2 separate regions of the Mus musculus genome follow, and region 2 is linked to region 1. Evidence: chromatin contacts called from public promoter capture Hi-C data. All regions are on one chromosome and are shown on one strand. The core of a region is the stretch at or near the end of the contact, and the rest is flanking DNA. Distances in the headings are between cores, read along the strand shown. Region 1 holds the start of Polr1b (polymerase (RNA) I polypeptide B). Region 2 has its middle 38 kb from the start of Ckap2l.

Evidence for each region. Promoter capture Hi-C pulls out the DNA fragments that hold promoters and counts their contacts.
Region 2: a promoter capture Hi-C map of hippocampal neurons shows a contact between it and region 1, with 3 times the contacts expected there. The contact joins the enhancer-like site here to the promoter of Polr1b in region 1. A contact is called at or near these places in 6 of 39 promoter capture datasets (the SN4741 cell line, hippocampal neurons, liver and 2 more), 6 of 15 datasets of contacts at CTCF or cohesin (the NIH/3T3 cell line, embryonic stem cells, large pre-B cells and 2 more), 41 of 484 Hi-C or Micro-C datasets (B cells, CD8 T cells, DN3 thymocytes and 22 more), 19 of 115 datasets of contacts at active chromatin or transcription factors (the SCID.adh cell line, Th17 cells, bone marrow-derived macrophages and 8 more) and 5 of 9 other capture datasets (adipose tissue, embryonic stem cells, liver and 2 more).

The regions. Positions count from the first base shown.
Region 1 is chr2:129,096,887-129,103,411 of GRCm38.p6, reverse strand. Polr1b (polymerase (RNA) I polypeptide B) reads right to left here and starts at 2,416. Exons shown (of 15, transcript NM_009086.2): 1 at 2,149-2,416; 2 at 282-449. The coding sequence starts at 2,325. It overlaps Gm46764 (predicted gene, 46764), which reads left to right and starts at 2,469. Exons shown (of 3, transcript NR_168333.1): 1 at 2,469-2,578.
Region 2 is chr2:129,255,688-129,262,212 of GRCm38.p6, reverse strand. No RefSeq gene overlaps it. Among named protein-coding and RNA genes, the nearest start is that of Ckap2l, 38 kb to the left of the region's middle. Within about 2 kb of position 3,257, at least 63 of the 459 cell types and tissues checked have an H3K27ac peak or open chromatin away from gene starts, as enhancers often do. A contact at or near this core is called in CD8 T cells, the SCID.adh cell line, bone marrow-derived macrophages and 4 more, where this site is marked.

The sequences.
Region 1 (6,525 bases), core at 1,167-3,666:
CTGGGACTGGAGTTACCGGCAGCTGTGAACCACCATATGGTGCTGGGAACCAAACCCTGATCCTCTAGAAGAAAAGGCAGTGCTCCTAACCACTGAGCCATCTCCCCAGCCTCACAAAAGAGCATGTTACAAGGAGGAAGAGGCCACAGGGAAGTGACTTCATGTTTTGGATGACACACAGTCCCTTTAGATGAAGATACAATCACTTCAGTGGCACCAGCCCTAGTCTCAGAAGTGTGCAGGGACAGCCACCTGCTGTCACTATGTCACTAAATGCTCACCGTCAGCCTCCCTCGGTAGGTGCTCTTTCGGCCACGACACTCAGCTGGATAAACGTTGAGATCTTTGCAGATGGTCCCTTTGGGCACTGAGGGTGGACTGATGACAGCATCCACAATGGTAAGAGATATGCGCTCATCTTTGAAAGCAAATTCAAAGGGAGGTATGGCCTGAAAGACAATTCACGCTGCTAAATCACTTGCATTTTTCAACGCACTTTTCACTAAGACTCCCCGAAATCACCACTTGTGGTCTACACTCACTGACATCTACCACACCAATGCAACAAATCCAAAAGGGACAACTAAAGTTACAACCAACTGGTAACTTGGCCAACTATTTAACTTTTTGGATGGTGCGCTATGTATTTGATTTGCAGTAGGTTCTACGGACACAGAAAAGGCTGAGCTAAGCATCTACCTTCTCTGCTTTTCAGGGGCAAGTATAGGGAAACTCTTCTCATCTAAAAGCTCAGCTTTGTATATTTTATTCCCTCACACTGAAGCCTGGCAGTTCGAAGAGTTCTAAATGGCTTCCATATTGTCAAGTCTCAGTCTGGCAGTCAAAGCTCTCCAACATATCCCCATCCTTTGTTCTCACAATACAGTTGTTTGGTAACGAAAGCTCAGGGTACTGTCTACTACATATTTCTCTCCCTGAACCTACCCTGCCTCCTGAGGGAGGGCACCATCTTCTTCCCTTAGCCTTATCTAATGCAGAGCTTTCTAAACACCTGGATTAGTCGCAGCATTTCCCTTGTACTCCTGACTCAGAAAGCGCCACATCTTAGAGCAGTTCTCAAAGAATATGGCACTGACTGCTTGCTGGTGCCTGCTACCGTTACACAACCAACATCCAAAGTGAGGAGCAATTACACCTGAGAGGTGTCTTACTCTCAGAGTGCCGTGCCAGGAAAAACTAAAGATGCCAACAAAAAGAGACCTTCCCCGTCCTTACTCTGCTACCACTGTTACAATGATTCCCCTGGACTTTTTATCTTCCTCAACATGACCAACTCAGAACAGGTGGCAAGTTTTCCTCTTGCAAATTCTTAAAGAGAAAGAAAGCGGGCAGCGAACGCCTTTAATCCCAGCACTCGGGAGGCAGAGGCAGGCGGATTTCTGAGTTCGAGGCCAGCCTGGTCTACACAGTGAGTTCCAGGACAGCCAGGGCTATACAGAGAAACCCTGTCTCGAAAGAAAAAAAAAAAAAAAAGAAAGAAAGAAAGAAAGAAAGAAAGAAAGAAAGCAAGCAAGCAAGCAAGCGGGCGATGGTGGCACACACTGTTAATCCCAGTGCTCGGGAGGCAGAGGCAGGCAGATCTCTGAGTTCGAGGCCAGCCTTGGTCCACGGAGCTCCAGGGCAGCAAACGCTACACAGAGAAACCTTATCTCGAACCGTCTCCATTCTCCCGCCCCAAAAAGAAAACTTTAAGGGAAGCAAACTGAAGGATGTGCTTGCTGCAGTCTGTCTGATCAGCTTGGAACCTTGTGAGGTAGTTTTAGAACGTAAGACTCCAGGTGTGAAAAGGCGCGAGTGCTGGGAATGGTGGAAAACACAGTTCCAAAAAGATCACTTCCTCACTCTCATCTCACAGTACCCAGAAATGGTTCGCCCCAAACCAGACTCGTACTCATATATAAATCCAGGAGTCACAAATACAAGTTTCCCTACACCACTAGGCTTATGAGTTGCTTTTTTTCTCTGAACTACCCAAAGCAATGCAGGGTGAGTTCACGTCCCTATTTGTGGTCATACTGTAGGCACCCCTCACCCCCCCACCCCCCGGCCACTTCTCCCAACCGCAGGGACGCTCCAGGACCCCCCAGGCCAAGGGTAGAGCTCTGGAGCGCAGTGCACGGCACTCACCTGCACCGCGTGGCTCAGCCCCTCCAGCGCCGCGTAGTTGAAGGAGTCCACGTGCGCCCGCGTCAGGTCCTGCAAAGCTGCCTTTTGCTGCTCTGGGGGAATCCCGTACGAGGGGTCGGTTAAATGCTTTAGGCTGGGCCCGCTGGGCAGGTTCCGCCACCGGCCGTCGACATCCATGCTTCTGCCAGTCCCGGACGGGAGACCGGAGCTAGGACGCTACTCGTGGCTGGCTGGAATGGCCGGACCAACCCCACAGCCACCCTACCCCGTGGCCTTCTGGGAAATGTAGTTCCTCTTGTTCGGCCCGCCCCACACTGGTCCTTTCTTTTCTCAGAGTCGACTGGAAACTTACACCATGGCGTGATTAGACCGGTTAAAACTACGCGCAGACATGAAGACACGCCTTTAATCCCAGCAATCAGGAGGTCAGGTATCTGTGAGTTCGAGACCAGTCTGGTCTACAAAGAGAGTTCCAAGTCATTCAGAGTAGTTACACAGAGCTGTCTTGAAACACCGGGGTGGGGGTGGGGGTGGGGGTGGGGGTGGAGAGAGAGAAAGAGGCTTCGCTGTTTTGTAACCTGCAAACCATACTAAATCCTGCTCCACTTTAGTGTGTGACCTCTGTGACCCATATTAGCTTAATTCGTTAATTAGGACCTGATACAAGACGTATCTTTAAAGGTTCCCTTCTGTCCCATTCTGGAGTTTTCCTATTGCACCCTGATGCAGACCTCAGGAGACTCTGGATTCTTGGCTTCAACTAAAATGGAGGTGTGGGGCACCAACCTGTCATTTCTTCTCAACTTGTCTGTTTATTAAAATAATATTTATTTATTTATTTTTGTTTCTTTGTTTTTTGAGTCAGGGTCTCTATGTAGTCCTGGCTGTCCTAGACCAGGCTGGCCTGGAACTCACAGAGGTCCATTGTCTTTGCCTGAGTGCTGGGTTAAAGGCATGTGTCACCCCCAGCCCCCTCTTTCTCAAGTCTTTGTTTTTTTGTTTAGTTTTTCTCATACATTGCATTCCAACTGCAGTTTCCCCTCTCTCCACTCCTCCCAATCTTCCTCCCCACCCCCCTTCTCCTCCAGATCCACTCCTCCTCTATTTCCCTTCAGAAAAGAGCAGGCCTCCCTGGTATATCAACTGAACATGGCATAACAGGTTACAATAACACTAGGCACAATCCCTCATATCAAGTCTGGACAAAGCAAATCAATAGAAGAAAAGGGGTCCCAAGAGCAGGCAAGAGAGTCCAAGACAGCCCCTGCTCCTACTGCCAGAAGTCCCCCAAGAGCACCAAGCTATACATCCATAACATGAATGCCGAGGACCTAGCTCAGAGCCACACAGGCTCCAGGACTGTCTCTTCAGTCTCTGTGAGCCCCTCTGAGCCCTGCTTAATTGATTCTGTGGGCTGTGCTTATGTCTACTCAACTCTTAATGCATGAAGCACATCAGCAGGACGGCAAGCAGTAACCAGGCCATGCTACCCAGAAGAAAGGAAGCCACCCCAGCCTGCTTCTGGGCAATCAAGAGCAAGAGGTAGGAAGGTGGTTGGATAGTGTCAGAATTCGTGCTGTTTCTAGTGTTTGGCTTTTACAAATATCCATTTTTCTATGTGTGTGTTTTCAATTCCCTTAGGTATCAGAGCTAAGAACCACGTTTCTGTGTCATATTACCTATGTTTACCTTTCTGAAGCCCTGTGAAACTATTAAAGTGAGCTGTACAACTTCACATTTCCCCTTAGCAACATCATTACTAGTACCTGGTACTATCTTCTGATTATAGCAATCTTATTATTTGCACAATGGTATCTTTTGTGAGCCCTGGTTAGCATTTTCCTAGACTCCAGGGCCTAGAGGATAATAGTGTCAAATATCATTTCATGTGTTTAAGGGTTGATGGCATATTTCCTCTGAAAAACGTGAAGGGAATCAATCCCTTTCTGAGAATTGTTGAGCTTTTAGATGCTTTCTGTGTTTTCATGTTGTATCTACAGGTATGAACAGGAACGTGTATGTATTTATCCTATGTGTGGAGGCCAGGGGATGGCAGGCTCTGTCTTCCTTTGAGACAGGGACTGTCAATAGCTTAGAGCCACTGAAGAAGTTAGGCTGGCCAATGAGCCCCTGGGAGCTGCCTGGCTCTACCCTCCGCCCCCCCCCCACCCCCCCCGTGCTAGGGTTAAAGCTATGTGCCACCAGGCCTGGAATTTTTTTAAGTGAAGGTTGACTATTAAACAGGTCCCCATGCTTCAAGGAACACACTTTACCAACTGAGCTATCTTCCAGCCTCTTAGGTACATTTTAATGGTATTTGTTCATTTTTATAAAGCAAGGTAGATTTTGGTCATGATTTTTAAAGAAAACCTCTTATTTTTTATTTATGTATATGTGTGAGGCCAGGGGTTGGATTCCTTGGAGCTGGAGTTAAAGACATTTTGTTGTTGTTGTTGTTGGTTTTTTTTTTCTTTTTTCTTTTCTTTGTTGTTAAAGACACTTTTTAATTACCCACCATGGGTGCTGGGATCTGAACTCCGGACATCATGGTTGAACAGCAAGTACTTCTAACCACTGAGCTCTCTCCAGTGCCTTGGTCACTGTTTCTCCCAATATGTTCCTATTTTCCTTTACCCTCCCTTCAACTGTTCCTGCTATGTGCATGTTGGTGTGCTTTGTGGTCTACAAAACACTGCTTTGTAAATTATTCTTCTGTTCTTCATCAGACGTAAAATCTTACTTGACTCCACATTCGCCGATTCCTTTTGGCCAGGTCAAACATGCCCAATCATTTCTAGTGAATTTTTCACTGTGCTAAGCCAACTTTTCGCCTCCAGTGTTTCCACTTGCTTTTATTCAGAATTCCATCCTGTCTCCTGACTGATATCCTCTCTGGTCTCACGTGCTCTGCTTCCTTCAGTTCTCTAACACACTTGAAATCGGTGAATTCAAGGGTTTGCTTAGAAGGTCCAACACCGGGCCTCTTCAGGGATAGGGTCCATTCTCTACCCATCTGCCATGTAGGTCCTTCTCTCTCTTGGTATACCCCACAATTAGTATCAAAAATTAGGAAATCTTAATTAATTTTGGAAACTAGAGACTCTGCTCTCTCTAGGACCTGTTGTTGGTGATCACCCTCAATATTCACTGTGAAGCCTATGTTCTTTGTAATGTGTTTCTGCCTCATTAGCTAAAAGCTCAACTAATGATCGAGCCAAGATTTTCTTAAATAACCACCTTTGCTGAGGGTTCTGTTCCAGTTTGGTGGTGGTGACTTCAATACCTGTGCAGGCCTTTTACAATTCTGCCTTGATATTCACTTTCTATTGTATAGAGCCTGAACATCAGCGATAACGGGGATGTTAGAGGGGTTCCCTGCTTGTACTCACAGCCCTATGTGCTATGACCTCCTGTGGTCTCATGGATATAGTGGAGTCTTTCAAGGCCTTCTGAGGTGATCCTGGGCAGCAGCCTGCCCGCTTTTCATTTTTCATTTTTGTTTGTTCTAAGAGGTATTGTGACCTTAGGAAGCTGAGATGTAAAATAACTGTTGCTATCACTTTTGACAAGAACACTGGGAGAAAATGTTTGCACTGGGCAAGCTCTGTGTCATATCAAATTAAAATAATCCCTGGAAGCAGAGGTGTTGCAGACCTACCAGGAAGTCTAATGAGCTATATGCGGTGGCACATGCCCTTAGTCGTAGGATCTGGGAGACAGAGACAGGTGGATTTCTGTGAGTTCCAGGCCAGCCTGGTCTACATAGTGAGCTACAGGAAGCCAGGACTATACAAAGAGACACCTGTCAAACAAAACAAACAAACAAAAAAACAAACAAACAACAGAAAGTCAAATGATAACAACACACAGACACGCTATGCCCACAGCAAAGATGGAGTGCTGAGCAGACAGGCCGCCAGGCAGATAGCCACTCGGCAGCCCCCGAGGGGTAGTGTTCAATGACACTGAAGGACTTCTCTCGGGCTGGGTCCATGTATCATCAGGAGCTCTTTTTTTTTCTTCATAATGAAGCTGCAGTTCATGAAGGGTGTGGCAGAACACACCTGTTACCCTACGAATGCTCTTCTCTCTCTGAAGGGCAGAGGTAGAACCCCTGAAAATCCTCTGTGCCACAAAACCACTAAGAACACCAGGAACGTGCTCTAGATGTTAAGCCTATGCTGGCAGCAACCCAGAAAGCAGTCACATCCCAGTAAAAACGGTGAGCTTCCTGATGTTTTAACTTGTCCTGCTTCCATCCTTGCCTTCCCAGCTTCGTGGTCATCCTAGAAACCAATAGCCAAAAAATTATGGTGAAGTCCAACAGCCCGATAGCTAATGTGAGTCACAGAAATGGGTTGCAGGTAGCCCCCGAAG
Region 2 (6,525 bases), core at 2,008-4,507, 160 kb before region 1:
CCCCAGCAGAAGAGGACCTGACAGGACATTATAGCAAGCAAGCCCCACAAGTGTCAGAGCAGAAATAAGGTCCCTCGTGACAGCAGGGGTCTCAGCTCTAAGGTCAAAAGGTCCTCCTCCTTGGCCACTGGCATCTAAAGACTCCCACTCAGGAGTCCTTTTTAGTAACCATTGAAAAAGTCCTACCCTCTCCTGCAGAGCACAGCAGATGGGTTGGGATGATGGACCAACCAACAGCTATCTATCTGTAAAGGGTGCTTACAGGACGCCAACAGTCAGCTGGTGAGCAGATCCCGTGGTGGCGCTGAAGACCCGAATGTCCCTAATTTTGAAAGCAAAATCCCAAGACTAACCTGAATTGGAATTCATAAACAATGTCATTATCTCCATAATTTTAACAATCAATATAATTCCCTAATCAAAATCAAACAGGGGAATTAAATAAAGATACAAGCAATTTATAGGTGTATGTATTTCTACATAACTATGTATTTCTGTACTTGGAAACAAAGAGTCTCTGTGAATTTCCCAGTGCCTCTGTGTGGGTCACTACTGCTCTCCCCCATAGTAGCCACAAGCCACAGAGCTTCTCAGCCACAATGACATGGCTCCTCCCAGCTCTGCTACAAAAAGCAGAGACTGCTTCATCCCAGTCACTCACGTTCTGACTGTAGGGGAGGAATCAGGAGGCAGGGTCCAGGCTAGCCCATTCTTACTCCACAAGCAAGTCATGAGGCTTCTGTTGGGATGAACACGGATGTAGATGAACCCCCGTGGCTTCTGAGATATGCAGTCTCCCCCCCCACAGTGCTTGGCCACATATGCTGTAGAAGGAGCCCACAGAGTGCACAGAGCAAGGAAGCCTCTGGCAGCTTCATTTCCTCAAAATCCCCAGGTCAAGAGGTCAAATTTCTTTCTTTCATTGTTCCCCTTGTCACTGAGACCTGTCTTTCCTTCCCTTGCCGTATGTAATGACGCCTAACAAATGTCCTGGGCAACTCAGCCTTGCCAAGAGCTCTCTACCACTGCCCATCAAAGACAGTGTAAGCGACACAGCATGTCCTTGCAGCCCTGGGAATACTCAATAATCAGTCCCCTCCTGAACATCTGGGGTATGGGAGAATGGTGGGGAGAAGCAGGCATCTGGGAAAACCCCCAAATCTACTTTGCAGTCCAGACCCTTAACCTAGGTTTCTATCTTAGGATAAAATCAGGGATGGACCAACAAACTCCAGGAAGCCACCCATGGATTGTCCCCATGGACCCTTCCCTGTGTGGTCACAACCATCCTGCCTCCCTGGGCTTAACCCAGAAGTATCCTAGGGTCTCCCAGAGGAAAACCAGCCACAGCCTCTTACAAATCATCTCCTGCCCGGTCCCCAGAAGCCACTGGATGCTTGATAAGCGAGGGCTGTGCTCCCTCCCTTACTATAGGCATTGCTTCCAGACAGCAGGATCGCACTCTAAAGCAGAGGGTAAGGTAGGACATGAGGAGGAGTGTCATCCATGGTAGCACCTTTTCTACACAGTCCTAACTCCTGCTTTTTGTTCTTGTGTTTGCTTTTAAGAGTCGGGAGCAAGCATCTGGAAGATTTCGACCCCACGGTGTCCAGAAGTCGGTTAATGGGCCTGAGGACCTTGCAAAGTCCTGAGCGGGTAGAGTACCAGTGAGTCCCGCTTGGGTAGAGAGTCAGAGCTGCTTAGAGAGACGAGGCAGAGACTCGCTACCAGCTCAGGGACTGCTCGAAATAGCGAGCTGAGTGCGAAGTGAGGAAGGTGAGGTAGGTGGTGGTTTGGAGGTCTGCAGAGTGCACCAGCTGGCTGGAGAAGAGGGTCTGGAGGAAGCCACAGTGGAAGGCTGCCCCTGATGATGTAGCACAGGTCCAGCTCCTGGACTACCCTCTGGCCAGAGTGAAACATGATGAATACAGATTCCTGCCCAGCGCAGGAGGAGTTGGAAGCCAGAGGGGGAAGGATGGAGAGGGCACACCCATGGGCTGTGTGTGCACCTGCATGGGAGGACAGGCTTCTGAGTCTGTGGGTTAGGAGGGAAGGCCTAAGGGAGGTGCAGGGTGAGTGTGACCCCCCCAAGAGGCTTCAATGGGGGTCACTAGAGAAGTCTGATCCAAAAACAGGTCCTCCTGTGCCCCTGAGCATGCTCCCTGAGGGTGACCCCTTGATGGGGAAAAGCCAGGCAGTCCTGCCAGTGTCCAAACCCTCTGGGGACTGAGGCTCATATCCACCTGCGGGAAAGAAGCTGCCTCTTTTAAAACCACAGGATGCATACGAGTAGTTTGGGTATTTGGGGTTGGTTGACTGGTTGATGGGTTGTTTTGTTTCTTTGGGGTATTTTCTTTGAAACAGGATCTTCATTATGTAGCCCAGGCTAGCTTAGAACTTGCCATTCTCCTGCCTCAGCACTCTGTGATAGGATCCTAGGATGTCCCTCATAACCAGGGCACATCCTATAGTTTTTATTTTCAGTGCTGGGCTAGTACCCAGGACCTCATGCATGCTAGACAAGCTCGTGTATGGAACTTTAGAGATAGTATACCTCTCCACTTTGCCCAGGCTCTGCTCCTGCCTTCCCTCGGTGTGACCTGACTGGCTCAAAAGAGTGATCAGCGCAGCCATGGCTGAACACAGCAGAGGACTAGGCGAGGACTAGGCCCATGCGCCCAGCCCTACAGTCGCTGCCCTGGACTCCTCCCAGTCCTGTTTTCAAACTGGAGAGCTGGCTCCAGACAGTTTTCCTGTCTCTAGACTTCAACCTCCTCACCTGTAAAAATCTGAGATCCTGCCAGCCGACATGACCAGGCCAAAGGACCACTCAGATGGCTACATGCTAGTCGCCTTAAGCTTTATAAGTCTCTGCCCAGATCCAGCTGAGCCTAAGATTGCCATATTTCTCTGTAACTCTCAACCTCAATGGTCTGTGGGAATCTCCCAGGTTTTCTGTTCAGTATGCCACAGGGAATGTTTTCTTTTCTTTTTCCCCAAGACCCATCAGGTCACTGACCCAGAATCCCATCTTCTCAGGCTTCTTCTCCGTTGACCCCAGACATCCATGACAGCTGCATGAGGCCCAGTCCAGCAGTCAGGCATGGCATGTCTGGAGAGTGTTCATGGTGAGGACTGAGGTGCCAGAGAGAGGCCAAGTCCCAGAAACAGAATTGATGGCAATCCTTCCACTAAAGCATGTTACTGTCATTTAGTAGAATAGCCAGCAGAGGGCACTGTAGGACAAGGTCAGGAGGCACTTAGACAAAGCTGGGGAAAATCAAATGGTTGGGCACAAATGGAGACAAATTAGATCTAGACAGGCTAGGGAAGTCTCGCTCGTCTCCTCTCTGGTTTACCCCTCCTCACCTGCCACATAGCACTTAACATCTCTTTTTTAGTGGAGTTGATGGCTTGTAGCCCATAACAGCTCCAATGTCCCTCTTCCAAAGATAGCACCATGAACCTTCCTCAGACCCATATGGGAAGGCGACACAGAACATTAGGGGATACAGCACATGGGGAGTGGGAGCCAGAGGAGGAGGGGAGGGACGGGACACCCATGGGCTGTGTGTGCGCCTGTGTCTGTGCCCAGTAGGAGGGGAGGAAAGGCTTTGGGGAAGCCTAGCGTGAGGGTGACCCCCCAAGAGGCTTCAGTGGGGTCTCTAGGGGAGTCTGGTCCAAATCAAACCCTCTTGCTTTCTGTGTGCCAGGGCCCCAGTCCTCACTCCTCATCCTGATTCCCCCCAGGAAAGTTCACACTCTTGTACAGATGTGCCAGGTGTGTGTGTAGCTTCTCCGGATGCTTAGACTACTCTGGAGAACAGGGTCAGGAGACAGCAGTGGTGAGTAACATTGGGTTCCCCACTGTCCCTGGCCACTTTTGTCTGTCAGCCCCCAACCAGAGGACTCTGAACCCCAGCCACTCCCTTAGGTCAGATTAAGACTAAACCCAGAACAAAGAGGATACACATGGGCTGTGTGTGACAGAGGCAGCCAGAGAGTCAGGTGGCCAACCTTCCATAAGTCACGAGTCAATGACTCAGACCCAACAGAGCTAACAGCACACCTGAGGTTGTTTGAGCTCAAAGCAAACAAGTTCCGCTCTCTCATGGATGAGAAAGTGTGCCTTCCACACACTAATTTCTCAGGGCAGGTGGGGAGGGTGGGAGAGGAAGCCCACTATGGGAATCACTTGAGGACCTCAAGTTAGAAAATGGGGACCTTAGTCCCAGCTTGATCCCTATCACCTGTGTGATTTTGGACAAACTTCTTAACTTTTTACATCTCTGCCTCCTTGTGTAGAAAAAACAGATCTCCATATGTCACATAGTAGCTGAGATTCCCTTCCAGAAGACAGAAACATGGCAACCCTCCTGGCTCATCCTTCTCTTTCTCCCAGATGCTCAGCTCCTGGGACAGCTCGGGAACTCCCAAGCAAGTCCTCCAGTCCTGCTACTTCTTAAGTTTGGCAATATTCCCAAATTTGAGGTCTCTAGTATAAAGAATGCCTACACACACACACACACACACACACACACACACACACACACACACACACACGAGACAAACTCTGAGAAACTCACATACCTTGTCTGATGAGTCTACCTCAACAAAGAATGACTGAATACTGGCTCACCGTTCTGCCCCAGGGTGGAAGCCATGGGGTGTTGATGGCATAGGCAGTAGCTGGAGCTGGCACCTCTGGAATTGACAGCACAGGGATGGTGGGGACCAGTGTATTTACCCACATGGAGCTTTCTGGAGTCCTGGAGGGGCTGAGAGAGCCCTGAGCCAAGAGAACCATGCCATCCCTGGTCAGGGAGGGTGGGGAGGTCTATGTGGTAAGACTAGTGTGGCAGTGATGAGGAAGGGTCACCAGGCCCAAAAGTAGATCCCTGTCTCCAGGGACAGGCAAGCTAGTAGAGCCAGCAGCAGCCATAGGTAAGGTAAAATCTAGGGTCAGGGAGCCTCCCATCCATGAAACACAGGACATCAACAACTGCCCTTACTATGTCCACCTGCCTCAGGACTGTCTCTTCTGAAAGAAAGAGGAAAGAAAGAAAGAGGGAAAGGAGGAAGGGAAGGAGGAAGGAAGGAAGGAAGGAAGGAAGGAAGGAAGGAAGGAAGGAAGGAAGGAAGGCAGGCAGGCAGGGAAGGGAAGGAAGAGGGGCTTTTGTGTGTTTACCACAATCAGGGCAAAGTAGGACCTCCAAATTGTGGGCCTCTACCTGTGGGGCAGGGTGCAGAAATGTGGAAGTATACATGGGCATACAGTCCAAGAAGTGAGCTGGCTGCTGCCTGCCTACCTAGTGAGAGTCTAGTGAGACATCCCTGGGCCAAGGAACCAGGATGTTTCTATCCACAGCACCCCCAGCCAAGCCAGACAGTAAATGACCAATGGTAATTGGGGGAGTGGGGGAGGGGTCCCTTCATGTGAACTCTCAGGCAAGCCTCCAGAGCTACACACAGTGAAGAGCCCCAAGGACATGGAACAGGACCACCGTCACCACCCACCCTGTCCTTTGATCTCCTGGACCTGCCAGTCACTTAGCTTACCCACCCCATGCCCCCAAGTCCCCCTCAAATACATTACTGTCTCTTAACAGGAGGATGTAAGTGGTCCGGCCCCATCCACTCAGAGACTCCAGGGAGGCTTTCCCACAAGAAATGACGATTCATAGACCTCTTCCTCAGACAAAGCTTGGACCAGGAGAGGCCAGCCCTCCTGCTCTTTCCACATACACACCCCTGTACCCTGGCTCCTCAAACTCGAGACAGCAAGCAAGTAAGTTGTGATGGCCTGGGAGGGACAGGGATCTAGGGTCATGGCTATGCTAGGCCGGAGGGCATCCAGCCTCCCTCCGCCTTCACTACATCATCCCCTATTCTGGGCCCTCGGGCACAAGATGGTAGGAAAATTGGAGTTGAAAGACCAAGAAATTAGAACCCAAGATGCAGGGTGATGGGGGTAAAAAGGCCTTTGTTCCTCCCCTCTGAGTGTCTCAGGGTCCCCTGGGGCCATAAAGGAAACCAGGGCCCCTCCCTTCTGTGCACACACTCAAACGTCAGTACAGCTGTAGTTTGTTGGCCCAAAGCACTTTCCCAACTACATCCATCTTACCCAGCAAGATGGGGATGCCTGCCTAAGGCAAGGTACTGATTTCCCAACCTCCCAGCTCTGGGCCTCCCAGGGGTCTGCTAACTTGTCTTTCATGGCTTTCAAGCCCTGGGTGTCACCTACAACCTAGGTTCCATAGAAGAAAGCCAGAGGTCTGTGTAAGCCTTGAGGGAGATGAACAGGGAGGGGCCTGGCTGCCTGCTACCTGGGAAACAGGGATGAGCCAATCAGAATCTGTGATCTATGGCCACTCATATCTTTCTCCACATATTTCTCCAAGTCCTTCAAAGTGTTTCTTTAAGACAGCCCTGCAGAAGACAGTATATTGTCCTGCATGTACGTAAGCGTGCACACATATACCTGCATGCATACCCACATGCCTGCATGTTTATGTCCAAGGCATG